3 separate regions of the Mus musculus genome follow, and regions 1 and 3 are each linked to region 2. The links are chromatin contacts, called in public HiChIP or PLAC-seq maps. All regions are on one chromosome and are shown on one strand. Each heading gives the region's core, a stretch centred on a gene start, on an enhancer-like site or on the middle of the called end of the contact. The rest is flanking DNA. Distances are from core to core; before and after follow the strand shown. Region 1 holds the start of Tspan8 (tetraspanin 8). Region 2 holds the start of Tbc1d15 (TBC1 domain family, member 15). Region 3 overlaps Ptprr (protein tyrosine phosphatase, receptor type, R).

What was found. HiChIP or PLAC-seq counts read pairs in DNA pulled down with a chosen protein or histone mark.
Region 1: a contact with region 2 is called in a FOXA1 HiChIP or PLAC-seq map of pancreatic cancer cells. The contact joins the promoter of Tspan8 here to the promoter of Tbc1d15 in region 2. A contact is called at or near these places in 1 of 39 promoter capture datasets (erythroid cells) and 1 of 115 datasets of contacts at active chromatin or transcription factors (pancreatic cancer cells).
Region 3: a FOXA1 HiChIP or PLAC-seq map of pancreatic cancer cells shows a contact between it and region 2. The contact joins the enhancer-like site here to the promoter of Tbc1d15 in region 2. A contact is called at or near these places in 4 of 39 promoter capture datasets (cranial neural crest, embryonic stem cells, liver and 1 more) and 2 of 115 datasets of contacts at active chromatin or transcription factors (extraembryonic endoderm stem cells and pancreatic cancer cells).

Annotation. Positions count from the first base shown.
Region 1 is chr10:115,815,867-115,818,566 of GRCm38.p6, forward strand. It overlaps Tspan8 (tetraspanin 8), which reads left to right and starts at 1,418. Exons shown (of 8, transcript NM_146010.2): 1 at 1,418-1,794. The coding sequence starts at 1,735.
Region 2 is chr10:115,250,096-115,252,795 of GRCm38.p6, forward strand. Tbc1d15 (TBC1 domain family, member 15) reads right to left here and starts at 1,398. Exons shown (of 17, transcript NM_025706.3): 1 at 1,287-1,398. The coding sequence starts at 1,316.
Region 3 is chr10:116,186,562-116,189,261 of GRCm38.p6, forward strand. Ptprr (protein tyrosine phosphatase, receptor type, R) reads left to right here. Exons shown (of 14, transcript NM_011217.2): 6 at 1,639-1,907. Among named protein-coding and RNA genes, the nearest start is that of Taf7l2, 74 kb to the left of the region's middle. Within about 2 kb of position 1,315, at least 3 of the 459 cell types and tissues checked have an H3K27ac peak or open chromatin away from gene starts, as enhancers often do. A contact at or near this core is called in pancreatic cancer cells, where this site is marked.

The sequences.
Region 1 (2,700 bases), core at 168-2,667, 570 kb after region 2:
ACGGGCCAGGATCTCTGCTTTTCAGACATAAATGGTCCAATAGGAGAGAGACACTAAGAACTGAATGTATCAAGGGGTAGAGGTTGACTCAGATCATAATGGCCATGGGCTGAGGAGATGAGGGCTCAGACAGGAAAGTGTCTGGAGTCCAGCATCTAAGTCAAAGACAGGAGAGGCCGACGGTATACGTTGGTGGGCCCAGGGCTGCAGTGGGCAGGAACAGATTCCTGAAGCTCATTGTCCTACTGATCCATGAGCTTCTCACGTTCAGTATTACTTGGCGAACTAATCCTAGCTCTCACCTATTACATTTAATGTTATTGCTAATAATGCATCAGAAATGTATTTTAACAGTTACAAAGTAAAGGCAGATATTGGTGAAAATTAGAAAGATGTGTGTGTGTGTGTGTGTGTGTGTGTGAGAGAGAGAGAGAGAGAGACCCCAGTCACTTGTTTTAATTGTATTTAATGAAGTTTTTAGGGAATTGTTTTCCTAACAGACCCTTGAAGTATGCAATTGTTTTACTTAGGGGGCGAGGGAGGCCCTCTGAGTGGTATAAAAGAAAAGACCCAAGGCCCAGGTCGTTTCCTCTGCCCGAATAGATGGCAGAATGGTGCATTTACCTGGCGGAGGCAACATCCCAGTAGCACCAGAAGCAGCTGAATGGGCAGCTTTCAGTAGTCCACGAGTGCGTTCCCAAAGGAATTTTCTTTGTCAGCTGCCCAGAACCCAGAAACGGAGTTAGAGTGGAACTGTTGCTGTAGGTCATTTCTCAGAAGAGAGAAACCTGAGTCTACCTTAAAAACAAACCCAGCTATCAGGCCTGGTTACTGAGTCATAAGTAAACACAAAGGGGCAGCTCCTCAGAGTTTCCTTCCTTCCTGTTTTTTTTTTTTTTTTTTTCTTTTCACACAAAGATAAAAATAAACCCCCGAATGAATGCTCTTACGAGATCACGCAAAGGCAGGCCACTTCCCCTTTAATGATTGGAAGTGGCAGGCATTTAAGGGAGCTCCTTGGGATTTCTTTGAAAGAACAACAACAACAACAACAACACAACAACCAAACAAGACACTTGGCTAATTAATGTTTGTTTCCTTGTTCATTTGAAGTTGAGGAGAAGAAGTTATGGTAACTTAAGTCCGGATGCTTTGCAGGTTTCCAAATACCTATTGCTGAAAGGAACTTTGTGCTCCTATCAATTAAAAAAAGGGGGGGGGGATGCAAATCGAAGTGAGACACAAGGCCCATTTACTTGAGAGCCTGGCAGCCGATTTCCGCAGGGTTAGAAGAGAGGGCAGCCACACCAGCCAGCCAGCCAGCCAGCCAGCCTATCCACCTACTATCTCGCTGTGCCATTCTCCACCTCTGCCCCAGCCACTCCCATAACTTGATATCTGTTTACTCTAGAGGGAGCGGGCTTTGAGAAGCCATCATAAATATCCTGACCTAATGCCTTAGCAGCCATAAGAAGGAAAAGAATGTACTCGCCTGAAGATAACGTTTGAGATATTTAAAGGTGTGGGTTAATTTTTTATCCACTCCAATAACTGTTGGTTTTTTTTTTTTTCTTTTTTTTCTGTTCCTTCTGTCTACTTCTTTGCTCTCTATTTCTACCCCCGAAGCTGCAGGCACACGGATCTCTGCAGGCAAAATCCGTCAGAGCCTACGCAGGACAGCCTTCTACGGACTTCTTCATTCCACTGTAACTTGGTGGCTGCCCCTTCTCCGAAATGGCAGGTGTGAGCAGCTGTTTAAAGTATTCTATGTTTTTCTTCAACTTCTTGTTCTGGGTAAGTAGTTTTCTTTTAATTCTCAGTTTTGTTCAGGAAAGAAGACTTGAGATAAATATCACCACTGAGAACAGACTTACATAGAGCTAGAGGATAAGGGGGAAAAGACATTTTCCATTGAAATATTTACATTGGTTTGTCGCTGGCTGTTTGGGGAACTGAAAAGAAGCCAATGACTCCAAAAAACCAAACCAAACCAAACTAAACCAAACCAAACCAAAACAAAACGCCTGGTGTATTCAAGTTCTCTGAGGATAAACATTTCCCGAATGTTTTCATATTGTTGCAAGACTAAACACAGGGGGAAATATCCCTTAATTAAAGGACAATTATTCTCAGTTCTATGATGCCAATCAGCACTCTGTTTAAAGACTCCAAAGAAAACAGTTTGATTCAGCATGGCTTCTGGTTCCCTCCCTTTGACATCTAGGTTTGAAACAGGTGACTGACTAGTGGGTGGCAGGGTGGTAAATGCATGAGAGGATCATTTTCAGAGCCCCCAGGAAGAAAGAAATAGTCCCTGGAGAAGCAGTTAAGAGTATTTAATCATAAGATTCAGCTAAACCAGTGACTAGGTATTAGTATTTCGAAGTCAGTATTTTGGTGTGTCGTCAACCCATCCTTTCAAACAACAGGGTTTGTTTCTTGCAAATTATGCCTTGCTTAAGTCTGATGATGGCTCCCAAGGGCATTGAAAACATTATTTAACATTGAAAAAGCAAATGTCATGATCTGAGGGGGTGAGGGGGGATTTGGGAGAGAACATGTACACATATGGTATAATTAGAGGTGCTCACAAGTAAAGTAGTGGAAATGTCTCAGGATGCTGCAACAGAAAACAGTTCCATTGTTTCTGGATTGGAAAGTAGTTTATGCATTAAGGATAAGGAGCTCTGGTTTTTGTGT
Region 2 (2,700 bases), core at 148-2,647:
AGTACCAGATTGGCCCAGCCCAAAACACCAAGATAAACTTTCTAATTTGTAATGAATCAAGAGATGACTAGCACTCATCTCAAATAAAAAAGACCAAAAATATTTTAAAAGGGCAAGGATATAAGTATACCCTAAAAGGATGCCCAACCAATTTTTCGAAAGAGCAAGACTACGTAACGTATAAGCGCTTCTGTTGCGTCTACCCCTAAGCACTCCAATACAGGATGCCCGGCATCCCTTCCGTTCTGCAGATAAAGACGAAGAACAGAGAAGCCTCAATTATCCAATTTCCCAAGGTCACAATTCAGATCTGCACCGAAGATAAGGCCGGTATTTGTTATTCCACAATCTAAATCTGCACAAACGCTGTCAAGTTCAAAACGAGGAGAAAAGCAGCGAAACATACTACGTGGAACTGAAGGAACAGCGGAAGCTATCTGCAACAAGTAAACAGGTCTTAGTGCTCTGAGTCATTACCAGCCGGTCACTGACGTTTGCGAAATAACTCGCCACTGGGAAACGCAGTCAGGTGCATCGCATGAAGCAGATAACCCTATATTCGCACAAGCTGTCTCTCTGCATATAAACTGCTAATCTAATCTAATCTCCGTACCTAATGGTGGTTCCTAGCCCACTGTGAGGGTGTCACTGACAGAGCCTCCTGTAAAACAGCAGGGCAGACACCCACACACAGAAACGCCCCCGAAGACATCTAGGAAACAAACGTTTTCATAAAGGCTTTTCTAGATGAGCCCAGCGCGGTGTCAATCGCCAGTTCCCAACCTAACGCCCGCAACCATTAACCATCTGGGTAATTTTTCGAACAGGACCCCAAGCTCTGAGGACAGAGTTGCAGAGCTCCTGGTCAGCTCCTCTGCATGGTGACTCGACGCCTTCCCCCAAAGACGACAGAGAGCCAAGCAAGCCAGGGTGGCCAAAGGCTTTTTACAAGAGAAGGTTTTACGGTCGGAAGGGCAGACGTAAAGAACCAGAGTCACAGGGGGAAGGAACGGATTCAGGGGTCCCCGAAAGGATCCGCGCTGCGGGGCAGAGCCGGGGACAAACGCCCAGGCCTGCACCGCCTGGGAGCAGGAACCGTCTAACCCCGCGCTCACCCAGCCAGCACCCCGGAGGGGCAGCTCGCACCCCGCGGAGCCCCTTCGCTGTCACACGCCGGTCTCCTCTGAAGCCGACCTGGCTCGCCTGCCCCTCGGCGGCCGCCCGCCCGCCCGCCAGCCGCAGGCCACCGGTCAGGAGCACCCGCACCAGCCGGTGCCGTTACTCACCTTCCCGCTCACAACACCCGCCGCCGCCATGTTCCCCCGCGCGTGCCTGGTGATGACGTAGCACAACCTCACGTGGCTCTCGGACTCACAACAACATCCGGTCGGGCTAAAATAACATCCGGGCGGGAAAGGGGCGGGGAGGAGCGGGAACAGCAGTTAGGCGCATGCGTGGTGAGGATGCTAAGAGGGTGGAGCCGTCGTGCCGTACTGCGCGTGCGCGTGCTTCCCCCACATTTTAAATAGAAGTCTACGGCTTTTGAAGTTTGCTCGGGCGTGGCACTTTTAACTTGGGGAACGGCTGGCGAGTCTCTTGGGTGTGATGGAAGGAGCACCTTGTTTAGACCCAGAACACGATGCCACAGCTTTCTTGCTTTAAATAAGTCACGGTAAAATTGGAATCGCCTTGAACATCAGCCCTGGAGCTAATACACGCAGAGACTTTTCCCCTTGATATTAGAGGATTCTGAACATGAGTATTGTTGCTGTCACTCACGCATGACCTTGAGCATGGTATTTTTATAGGAACTGTAGTTACTACAAGGCCCTTTATCGCTCCAGAGTTCAGGGTGCCTCCACAGCTTAGTGGTTATGATTTCAATTCCTAAAATTCACCCAAGCATCTGCATGTAAAGGATCATGTATGGCCATACGGATCTCCCCCATGTTTGGAAACAGATCGGTAAACTATTAAGTTCAAAATCTAATTCCTTCTCAGCGCAGCACCCTGAGACTTAGCTCCGGTACACAATAAAATTGACATCTTAGAGCAGTTAGCAATAGTTCTCCACCTACCTAATGCTGCGACCCTTTAATACAGTTTCTCATGTTTTGGTGCGGACCCCACCCCAACCAAAAAGTTGTTTTTGTTACTACTTCATAACTGTAACATTACTGCTATTATGAACCGTAAAGTATCTGTATTTTCCTATAGCCTTAAGAGACCCCTGTAAAAGTGTCGTTTCACCCACACAAGAGTCGTGCCTGCCCGCTGAGTTAGAGCCTTTTCAGGCTGCCTGAGGTAACAGCAGAAAAACGTGATCTGCAGGTTCTGTGAGTATCAGGAATCTAATCGGGGAGGGAGGTGCCTAAGTCTTACAGGAGAATGCATGCTTAGCCCCAGGAGGGACTCTGACCACCAAATATCAGAGATTCCAAGCAAGCCCTAGATCCCAGTGCCCAAGTTCTCACTGCTCGGTAAAGCAACGCATCTGCCAGCCATTAAGGAAGCAAGAGCGCAGTGAGTTGACAGCGAGAGAGCACAGGGGCTTATCAGTAGACCAGACTTCCCCAAGCCAACTGATTGTGGGTAGTAACCGGAGTCTGAATAATCAAAACTAGATTCTTCTGCTATCTCAGAAGGATGGAGTAATGTGGTTAAAGGAGAAACCTCACTATATTGTCAAAACTTAGCAGT
Region 3 (2,700 bases), core at 65-2,564, 940 kb after region 2:
TCTTCGATGTTATTCTGAGAATCCCTGAGAAATATTTTTAATATTCTAAAATAAAATTTCAAAAGTATTTATTTTATACCTTTAGATGAATGCATACATATGGCCACATATGTGCAGAGAGAGAGCTTAAATTTTCCAGAAGATTTAAATTATAGAAATAAGTAGACTTTTTTTTTCAAAAGAACTTTGAAAAGACAGGGAGGATATAATGTATTTCATGATTAGCTAGAGGGATGCTGACTAGAAAGAGCCAGGAAATATTCCTCCTAAACTCATGTCTGCTCAGCTGATGGAGCCTAGAAATTAAACCACGGAGTCAATGTCTTGAGGCATCCTGGATGCTGGGTGCTGTTCACCTTAATAACTGCAGATGGTGACTTGTCACCACTTTGTCCACATGAATTAGCTCATCAAGCCACACCTGACAACAAACTAGCAAAAATATTAGGACATCTGGCTTTTGTAGGAGTTGGGACAGCAGAGCCAGCATCAAGTAAATGTGAGTAGCAAAGAAACAAGAAAGATGCTTACGGTTCTGGAGGGAAATGGGGGCTTTAGAAATGGCGGTGGGAAATGCAAAAGAACACAGGTAGAGAGAGAATATTGGGGTCACAGGGCACAGCAGGGAAAGATGGGAGGGATCAACCATTCTGAAGACACTGTATAGACATGGCTGTCCCACCAGGCTCATTCTTTTAAAAGCTTCAAAGCGAGAGAAGGCCCAGTGTACAAACATACAATCTGCTCTTCCAGAAGACCAGGGTTCTATTCTCAGCACCCACATGGTGGTTCACAACCACCTATAACTCCGGTTCCTGGAATCCAGCATCCTATTCTGGCCTCCGTAGGCACCAGCCATGTACATAGCCATGTGTACACAGGTGCACGTTCAGGCAAAACACCAACAACCCATAAAACACAGAAAGATACTTTTATCTTTATCTTTGATGAATGCCCCCACATTGCTGCTTTGCCTAGTATTTAACAGATTCTCACGTTGATGTATGACTAATGACTTGTTTACCAAGATAAGAGTGGATTGCTAATAGAGTAACTATTCTTTTATTAATATTTTACAAGTCTTGCTTTCTTGCTATAAATGGATGCAGTTATCTATCTCTGTTAAGAATCGTAGGCCCATGTTTTATAGCTCTTCCTTCCAAAGGCCTCCCTTTTCAAGAAACTCCTATGATCCAACTGTCATCTGGCATCTTTGTAGAATGATTGCTAAATTTCCTTTTGGATCTATCCTTGGGGAACACATTCATGTGCACAGACTTTCAGGATGAATGTCCAACCCAACTGGAAATACCAGTCAAAGGCCATTGGCCTCTGCACCATCCCCACCTCCAACCTATGCCTGCATTGAGCAGTTAGTGCTCTGCTGGGTGATGATTGACTGTGCTGGCTGATCTTACTTATGTACCCAGCATATCCTTTGCAGGAAAATGATCTCAATGCCACAAAACCCAAGAACTTATATTAGAGGCTGGGACGACTTTATCGCTAAGGTTCACTTTGATGAGTCCTCTAAGGTGGGGAAGAGAAGACCCTATTCTGTGTGTCATCCAGGACACAAAAATCTCACAGAAGCCCTCATGTCGCTCTCTCTTTTTTTTTTTTTTTTTTTTTTTGTAGATTATTTACAGGTTAAAAGAAAGGCTTCAGCTTTCCTTAAGACAAGATAAAGAGAAAAACCAGGAGATCCACCTATCACCCATTGCACGGCAGCAAGCACAATCGGAGGCCAAGACGACCCACAGCATGGTCCAGCCCGATCAGGCGCCAAAGGTGCTGAACGTGGTTGTGGACCCTCAAGGCCAATGCACTCCTGAGATTCGAAACAGCACCTCCACCTCTGTCTGCCCTTCTCCCTTCAGAATGAAGCCCATAGGACTCCAGGAGCGGTAAGAGCCTCAACTGAGAACTCATTGAAATACAGTGTGTGTCTTGCTTTGTTTCTGAAAAGTTTCCTCCAGCTAAAAAGGGTGAAAATGTGAACCTACTGACCACGGGGCAGAACCATTCACCATGAGATGGGCCCCAGGAAGTAGGTTTCTTGTCACCCAAATGCGTCTCAATGTGCTTGGGAAAAACTTTCAGGGACATCTTTTTCTGTGGAGCTTGTGTAGACTCAAAGTCCATCTGCATCTATGGGGTGGTCTCTACCACCATTTGTTATCAGGGGCCACTAACCAGACATATAGAACTATCTCATTTAATTATGTTCAGACACACACGGTACAAGAGTTGCTAATAAATGCAAGTGTTTCCTTCAGATTTTCAAGCTGTTTGACATCATGTGGGACCTAATTTTGTGCCATAAATTAACTCATCTGAAGTTTCCTTTCTGCTTCCTTTAACCACGAGACTTATATATCAAGATCTATATTTTCGTTACCCTTACCTCTGTTTCAGACAAGCTTATCCCTGAGATGCACTTCCATTTAAAGCAAGTCCGGTGATGGGGGAAAAACTAGAATATGCAAAGTATATAATGAAGGGCTGGGTATTTTTTTTCTTCCAAATATTAATTTTTTTCCGTAGTGTTCTTACATAATTCTGTTATTTTCTGGTGGCGCGTGGAATTGATCGTAGTGCCCCATGCATGTTATAGAAGTGACCTATCAGTGAGCTGTATTTCTGGCCACCCATGACAGATTTTATTTTTATTTTCAACATAGTTATGTTGTGCCCAGC